2 separate regions of the Triticum aestivum genome follow, and region 2 is linked to region 1. The links are chromatin contacts, called in public Hi-C maps. All regions are on one chromosome and are shown on one strand. The core of a region is the stretch at or near the end of the contact, and the rest is flanking DNA. Distances in the headings are between cores, read along the strand shown. Region 1 holds the start of LOC123145282 (cysteine protease XCP1). Region 2 holds the start of LOC123145284.

Region 1 (3,599 bases), core at 983-3,482:
GCCGACGAACAACCAGATTTTCTCACCGGAGCCAAATAATTTACAGACCGCCTAACTTGTTTGACTGCTGTTGCTTCGTGTTCAAGAAAAAAAAAGAGGCGATGTTGCATCCACGTGCTAGCACAGTAGCACTTGGAACGAACGAAGGAGTTTCAGGCCCCCCACCCCCAGCCCGTGCCGTTGTTCTTGGTAGGGTACGAGGCGATCCTGTAGATGTCACAGACGCCCTCGGGCCTCCCGGTGCCCCTCTTGATCCTGAAGTACCCTTGCTCGCCCCAGCCCCCGCCCCACGAGTTCTTCATGACGATGTAGTCATGGCCGTTGGATGAGCCGTATCCGACGGCCGTCAGCGCATGGTCCAGTTGGGTGCCACAGGTTCCTTCAAACACCCCCTGCAGCCAAGCCACACGCACACACAAACAGATAAGATAATTACCAGGGTAAATAACACTTGATCATTTTGTATCATCTGCTCTATTATCATGGTAGATGACACTTGATCATTTTGTTTACCCCTTTGTAGAACTGGAAGTCCCTGCTCCCCGCAGCGATGCCCACGCTGACGGGCTGGTGCGCCAGCGCCTTCAGCAGGCTCACCTCGCTGTTCTCCGGCACGTCCTCGTAGCCGCTGATGGTGACGACCTTGGAGTGGGGCTAAGAACGAGATCAAATCAAAGCAATCAATGTCCACTGTTATTAGAGTAACAAAAATGCGTTTGCAACTGAATTTCATCTGAAGAATTCGTTAGCTTGTTGTTCCCTGTGCCACAAGTGCCAACCTGCTTCTCCTTGCAGTCGCCCTCCTCCATGAGGTAGGGGTAGTCGGCGTCGGTGTGGATCCCCTGGTTCCCCACAATGTAGGCGTAGGCGAAGTCCATGAGTCCCCCTCCACAGCCGTGGTCCAAGGTGCTGTCGCAGTCCATCAGCTCCTGCTCCGACAGCGACTCCAGCCTGCCCGTCACCATCTGGTTTATCCCTTCCACCGCCGCCACCGTCGAGAAGGCCCAGCAGCTTCCTGCAACACAATTTCAGAATCCAGATAGATGGCGCGCAATGTGCTAACCGAAATCCTGAGATGAATCATGGTTCATGGATGTGCAATGCAATGTTCAGACTTCAGAGTTCAGAGATTGTCTGCTTACCGCATCTCCCCTGGTTCTTGACCGGCGTCACGGCCCCCTTCTTCCGCCAGTCCACCTCCCAGGGCAGGTCCACGGCGGCCTCGTACCTGAATGCCGTCGTCGGAGCGCGCGGCCGCCCGCCGGCGCCGGCCAAGCCGGTGCTCAGCCCAAGGTAGCCGGCCTTGAACTCCTCGTGGGCGACGTCGGCGAACTGGTTCAGGCCCAGCCAGTAGCTCCCGTTCCTCCTGTTGGTCTCCACGATGTGCTTCAGGTTCTGCCGGAACACCTCGTACCGCCGCACCTTCTCCTTCGGGGTCACGTAGACCTTGCTGTGCTTCACCGACCACGAGCTGAAGAGCTCGAGGATCCTGCTCGGCAGCGCGACGTCCTCCTGCGAGTAGCCGACGACCGCGGGGTCATGGTGGTAGGTGGCGCTAGAAGAAGAGCAACAACACGCTGCAAAAACTATCAACAAGAAGAGCACTATTGAGAGCTCTGAATCCATGGCGACGGATTAATCAGCGCTGCTTCTTGTCATGGGACTGCCGGAAACAAATGGACACCTTTTATATATACCGATCGATCGCTACCTAGCCATGCATGTTTCTTGCAAGCAAGCGATTCATCCCACCTCACCTGATATGACCCTTGTTGCTGAAGATTTATGAGGAGGAAGATGCGGTTTTAGCCTTGCAGGTATGCTCTTGCTCATGTTGAAATCTTTGGTTTAGGTAGCAGCGCATGCATTAGAATAGTGAGTAACCGATGCTTGCAGCCTTGCACACCGACCGACTGGAGGTAACTTGTTCGGCTAGACGAAGCAGCTAGCTGCAGAATTGGTTATTTACAAGGATGGACAAGTATCTTTTGCTCATCTGCTTAAGTCTTCACCAAACAGATGTACCTCATGCCATTTTATAATGTGATGGTATCAAACTACTTGCAATGATTTTTCCTTTTCCTGTTGAAGTTTGGTGCACATATCCATTGGTTGTAGAATAGGAAAATATCAGATGAAATTGAACCTAAATGTGCCCATTCTTGACAAAAGGGGCACCAGTTTTTCATTTTATCTCGGATCACTTATCATTAAGGGTACTAGGGCAATTACTCCGTATTTGAGATTTTATTTAAACTTGTACTTGAATGTCTTATATTATGGGACGTCCCATAATATAAGACATTCAATGTATGGAGATATAATAATGTCTTATATTATGAGATGGAGGGAGTACAACCTATTTGCCTGAATTTCACCTTTTTGACAGGATAACTAAGTTCAAACTATATTTTAGAAGATAGGTCCAAATTCCTGGATGTACCATGTGACGTTATGTAAAGTGTGTATATGCAGACCCAGTTTTTCAGGCTACATTTTTGTGCCTTCAGAAATATGCAGTTTGACATTCACATGTCAGCATATGTTATTCCCCTGCACTGTCGACTGTCACAGTAAAAAAATGCAGCTGCAAACTAATAATGCAAGTTAATTGACATCTGTGCGCTCCAGTGGTGCACTCCAGCTAAGTTCAATGTGTCCACTACGCAAGCTTGCCTTCTGTTTAGAAGTACCAATCCTGAAGACCATTGTGTGTTACTACTGCTAGTTGGTCGCACGTTCCAGTGTACATGCCACACCACATTTCACCATGCTGCAAGACTGGAGCTTGGACCGGACAGGCAAGGGTTAAATAATTCATCTATAATAATCATAATATTTGCTTCGATTCCTTGGAAACATTGCTCTCACTCCCCGCATCACGATTAACTGTAACACCCGAAGGGTTTATCTTTCAAAGAGCAGAAAAAGGAAGCAAATAATAAGTTAACAGGTTTCGACTGATGTATCCTATCAGGCCAATATGATGAAAATTCAGTAAGCAGGAGGCCGAAACCTGACCTAAAATTTCAATCAAATGCAAACGCTCAGGTTTTTCAGACTTCGTACATGTCATGTCAGGAAATTAAAACACTAGACTGGTCTAGAGCATTAGAAGCGAATACAGAGAACCGCACGGATGAATATCCAATGCCTTGTTTTATTATCAAACCATGGGCTGCTTATGAAAGCTTAAGACTCGACACAATTAGAGAACTCGAACTCGCTCCACATTATTTGTTTTGCTGGAGCTGGAAATGTAAGCTCTATATTCAGGAGCAGCCCATTTCACGGTCCATGTTCATATCTGAAGGGCATCAGCAATCGAGCTAGCAAGGCTCAACACCTCAAATGGAGGTTGTTGGCTGATGGCTTTCACTGTCTGAGGGCACGAATCCGTGATCCAGAAGTAAGCAAACTGGTCACCTGGCCCGGCTGCAAAAAAATTAAAACAATGAGCAAATCAAAGTTGAATAGCTGAAAAACAGGGGAAAGGGAGAACCACCAATTACCAGAATTAGCAGTCATGAAGCGTTCATATGACTGATTGGGGAACACAGCATGAGTTACATAGGCGCTGACTTTTGTAGCACCATGAG
Region 2 (3,299 bases), core at 621-3,120, 140 kb before region 1:
AGCGAGCTTGTGCATGCCAGCACGTCAGCGCCCATTACTTTCTATCTCTCCATCAGAAAGCTGTAAGCTAGTACTAGAACCAGTAAACCACAAGTACACTGCCTGAATTCGTGTGTGCCATGTTTCCAATCATTCGTTTCTGGTGGCGCACATGTAACCCTTAATTATGCCACAGATTTGGACCTCCTACCTGTTCTCCTCGTCGCGACGCTTCACCAATGCTCCGAACCGCGCCTACTCGTTCGTTACTTTCTGCTCTAATGTCACTTTTCCGAAACACCCTAAACACAAAACGCTTGAAAAATCTACCAAAAAAAGGGCGAAAGACGGTGATGCTTTATTTATAAGGCGGGGCGACGAGCCTTTTTGGAAAAGATGTAGCTTGAGAAACAACATACGCCCAACTTGTAAAGAAATGTGCAAATTTTCGTGTGTGAATTGTCTCTGCTTCTTCTTCTTCTCTATTTTTTTATTGTTTTTCTCCTTCTTTGCTAATACACCGACACGTTCTTATTATTTTTCTTCTAGTACCTCGTTGATGCACCAACACTAGAGTCCATCGAAGCCTGTTCATCATTATTTTATTTGTTTGAGCAGCAGTTCCATCATACGGAACTGCTTTCCATAATTATAATATAATGCGTGTCATCTGTGGTATCAAGCCTCTACGAAAGGAAAACAAAACCCTCATTAGCTAGCTCCACCAGCTATTGTGAGCTGCATGGACCATTAGCTGGTAGCAACTGGAAAGATGGTTGAGCTCTTCAGATCTGAAGAGAAGCAGTAGACGGCATCTATATCATCAAGACGAACATAGGAGCAGTCGACCACGAATCTGCATTAGCTTTTATTTACCGCAGGAGGCAAAAACATAAGGAATCCACAAACATTTACATGGCACCCACGACCTCAAAAGAATGGAAAGAACCACCAGCATACACTCGGTATCTATTATACGTAGAGACATTAGATCTACCCACAAAAAAGAAAGCAGCACGGTAAACTAACAACTCTAAATTCCCAGATATAATTGTGTAGCGAGCCATCTTCCCCATCGATCTCACCTGAGACCTGAATCTTCTCCTTCTTCACGAGCTTCCTTCCCGTCGTCGTGTCTATTTGGATCTCGCGGACACCACCAGAACAAGATGCAAAGCAAGCTGCTTAGTGCGCCATTGCTTGGCCGTACTGGAAGCTCTGGGTGTAGGCGAACTGCGGCGCGGGCTTGCAGTGCTGGTGCGCGGAGGAGGACGGGGGCAGCGAGGCCTTGCGGTGGTGCGTGGTGGGCAGCGAGTGGTCGGACGCGACGAGGCGGCGGACCCCGGAGCGCACCTTGTAGAGGACGTGGGCCCAGGTGCCCCTGCTTTGGCGGCCGAGCGCGGCCGCCTCCTCCTCGTTCATCTCCAGGTCGCCGGCGAAGCCGAGCTTCTTGGAGAGCAGCCAGCCGAGGCCCCAGTCCCACCAGCGCTTGAGCGGGCCGCCCGCGAACTCGGCGGCGAGCGACGGCGCCGACCGGGTCCGCCTGAACGCCCACTCGGCGGACGCGGAGGAGATGGGCTGGATCTTGCCGGAGAAGCTGGAGAGGCGCTTCCGCAGGCCCATGAGGTGGCTCTCCTCCTCCTTGCCGCCCTGGAAGGTGGGCAGGTCGTCCCTCAGCGGCCTCGTCGGCAGGAACCGCGCCTTCTGGATGTTCTCCAGGATGGTGGCCATGGCGACCAAGCAAGAACGCTAGGCAGATAGAGGGAGAAGGGGATGGTGGGGAGCTAGCAATGGCCTCCTCTCTTCTCCAGATCTTCTTGGTGCTCTGGGAATGAGTTGGCGAGGAGGATTGGGGGGCACAGAGAGGAGAGGAAGTCGTAGAACGCGCGTCTGGGTGTGTATATGTGGGTGGTGGGCGCTGCGGTCGCGGCTGGACAGGCTGGCGGGCTTTTGGGCCTCTGCGCATCGGGGGCCACGAAGTGCAGTTGAAAGCTTCGTACACCGCCGGACCGGAGGCTGCGTGTTGTTCCAGCCAGGGAGGCGACGTGAGCTGGACGTGGACGGACGGAGCAGCCGCGTTGGCTGGCAAGGCAAATGATGGGCTGCCGGTGCGGTTGCCTGTCTGTGTGTGTGTGTGTACCGGAACACCTGGCAATTGCACCTGCTGCTCTGCTTTGACATCCACCACGTGGCGAGCTGTCTGACTTTGCTGGCGTCTGTCCATGCTGGCCTAGGAACTGCTGCTACGTGGAAGTGGAACGCGAGAAAGTTTTTGTGCAGGAAACGAACGGGTCGTATGCCTTTGGGGTGGTAAAATGGATGAAAATTATCGTTGTTGCTGCTGTCCTAGGATCGATCAACCGGACACCTGGTTGCAGTTGCACTGCGCTGCTTTCAGATCATCATAAGAGGACGGCCCCTTTTGCACTTGTTGCTAGCTTCGCTGGAACCTTTGATGATCCTCTCAATGATGGATGGTTCCAGGCACATAATAAACGAGAGGGGCTGCTCTATGTCTGTGTTTGAGTGGTAGTAATAAGCAAAAGAATGCGCATGAGAACGTGGGGGTTGGATTAATCATCCAAATCGCCAGTCAGGTCGCCCACGAAACAATGCTCCTACCAGACAGAACAACCAACTGTTTGTCACCTTCTCCTTCCATCCAGCCGGGTGCTCACACACTTCAACGTACCACGCCTTTCCACAAAGACACTGCTCCTTTTTCTCTTCTTCTCGTACGTAAATAACAACGCGTGCGTCTTCGCAAGCATCACCCAGACCAAAAATGCCAGTAATACGTCGACGGGGTTATACGGGGAATCACCCGGACGGTGCCCGCCCTGAACGTTTCAGTTTCAGCGCGTTTCACGCCAGAACCATGCGGCGGTGGCGTGCAATTCGACGCGGGAAAAAGGTTGGAAGTCACCAGAAACCGGTGTTGACGGTCGAAGCTACGGAGAGATGTGCGGTTCCGAAGAAGCGGGCACAGGCCAACACACACACACACAGAGCCGGACAGCGGCGGCGGTTCACAAGTCCAACTCTGATACGACGCCCGGGCCCACCCGCCCCTACTGTTCTTTTTTTTTTTTGAGGGGGCCCCTACTGTTCTCTTGGTCTCGATCGTCGGTTGCTTCCTCCCGCCGACACCTCCCCACCTGCGCGCGCTAAATGAGACGGCGAGGTGGGTGGAGGAAGGAATCATCCGAGTGGAGGGGCGCAACTGCTGCAGCTCCTTTGTTCCTTTCCTCCCTCGTCGCAGCGGTTTGACTGAACCATCACGCTGTGATATGCCTTTGTTTTTTTTATTAGGGTTAGGG

What was found. A called contact is a pair of places that touch in the nucleus more often than the background predicts.
Region 2: a contact with region 1 is called in a Hi-C map of leaf, with 5 times the contacts expected there. The contact joins the promoter of LOC123145284 here to the promoter of LOC123145282 in region 1. A contact is called at or near these places in 3 of 5 Hi-C or Micro-C datasets (leaf and an unstated tissue) and 1 of 1 datasets of contacts at active chromatin or transcription factors (leaf).

What each region holds. Positions count from the first base shown.
Region 1 is chr6D:387,988,738-387,992,336 of IWGSC CS RefSeq v2.1, reverse strand. It overlaps LOC123145282 (cysteine protease XCP1), which reads right to left and starts at 2,232. Exons shown (of 4, transcript XM_044564655.1): 1 at 1,143-2,232; 2 at 780-1,015; 3 at 514-654; 4 at 1-392. The coding sequence starts at 1,626. The coding sequence ends at 153. LOC123145281 (ribose-phosphate pyrophosphokinase 4) reads right to left here. Exons shown (of 6, transcript XM_044564654.1): 5 at 3,513-3,599; 6 at 2,999-3,435. The coding sequence ends at 3,302.
Region 2 is chr6D:388,133,269-388,136,567 of IWGSC CS RefSeq v2.1, reverse strand. LOC123145284 reads right to left here and starts at 1,870. Exons shown (of 1, transcript XM_044564657.1): 1 at 817-1,870. The coding sequence starts at 1,710. The coding sequence ends at 1,165.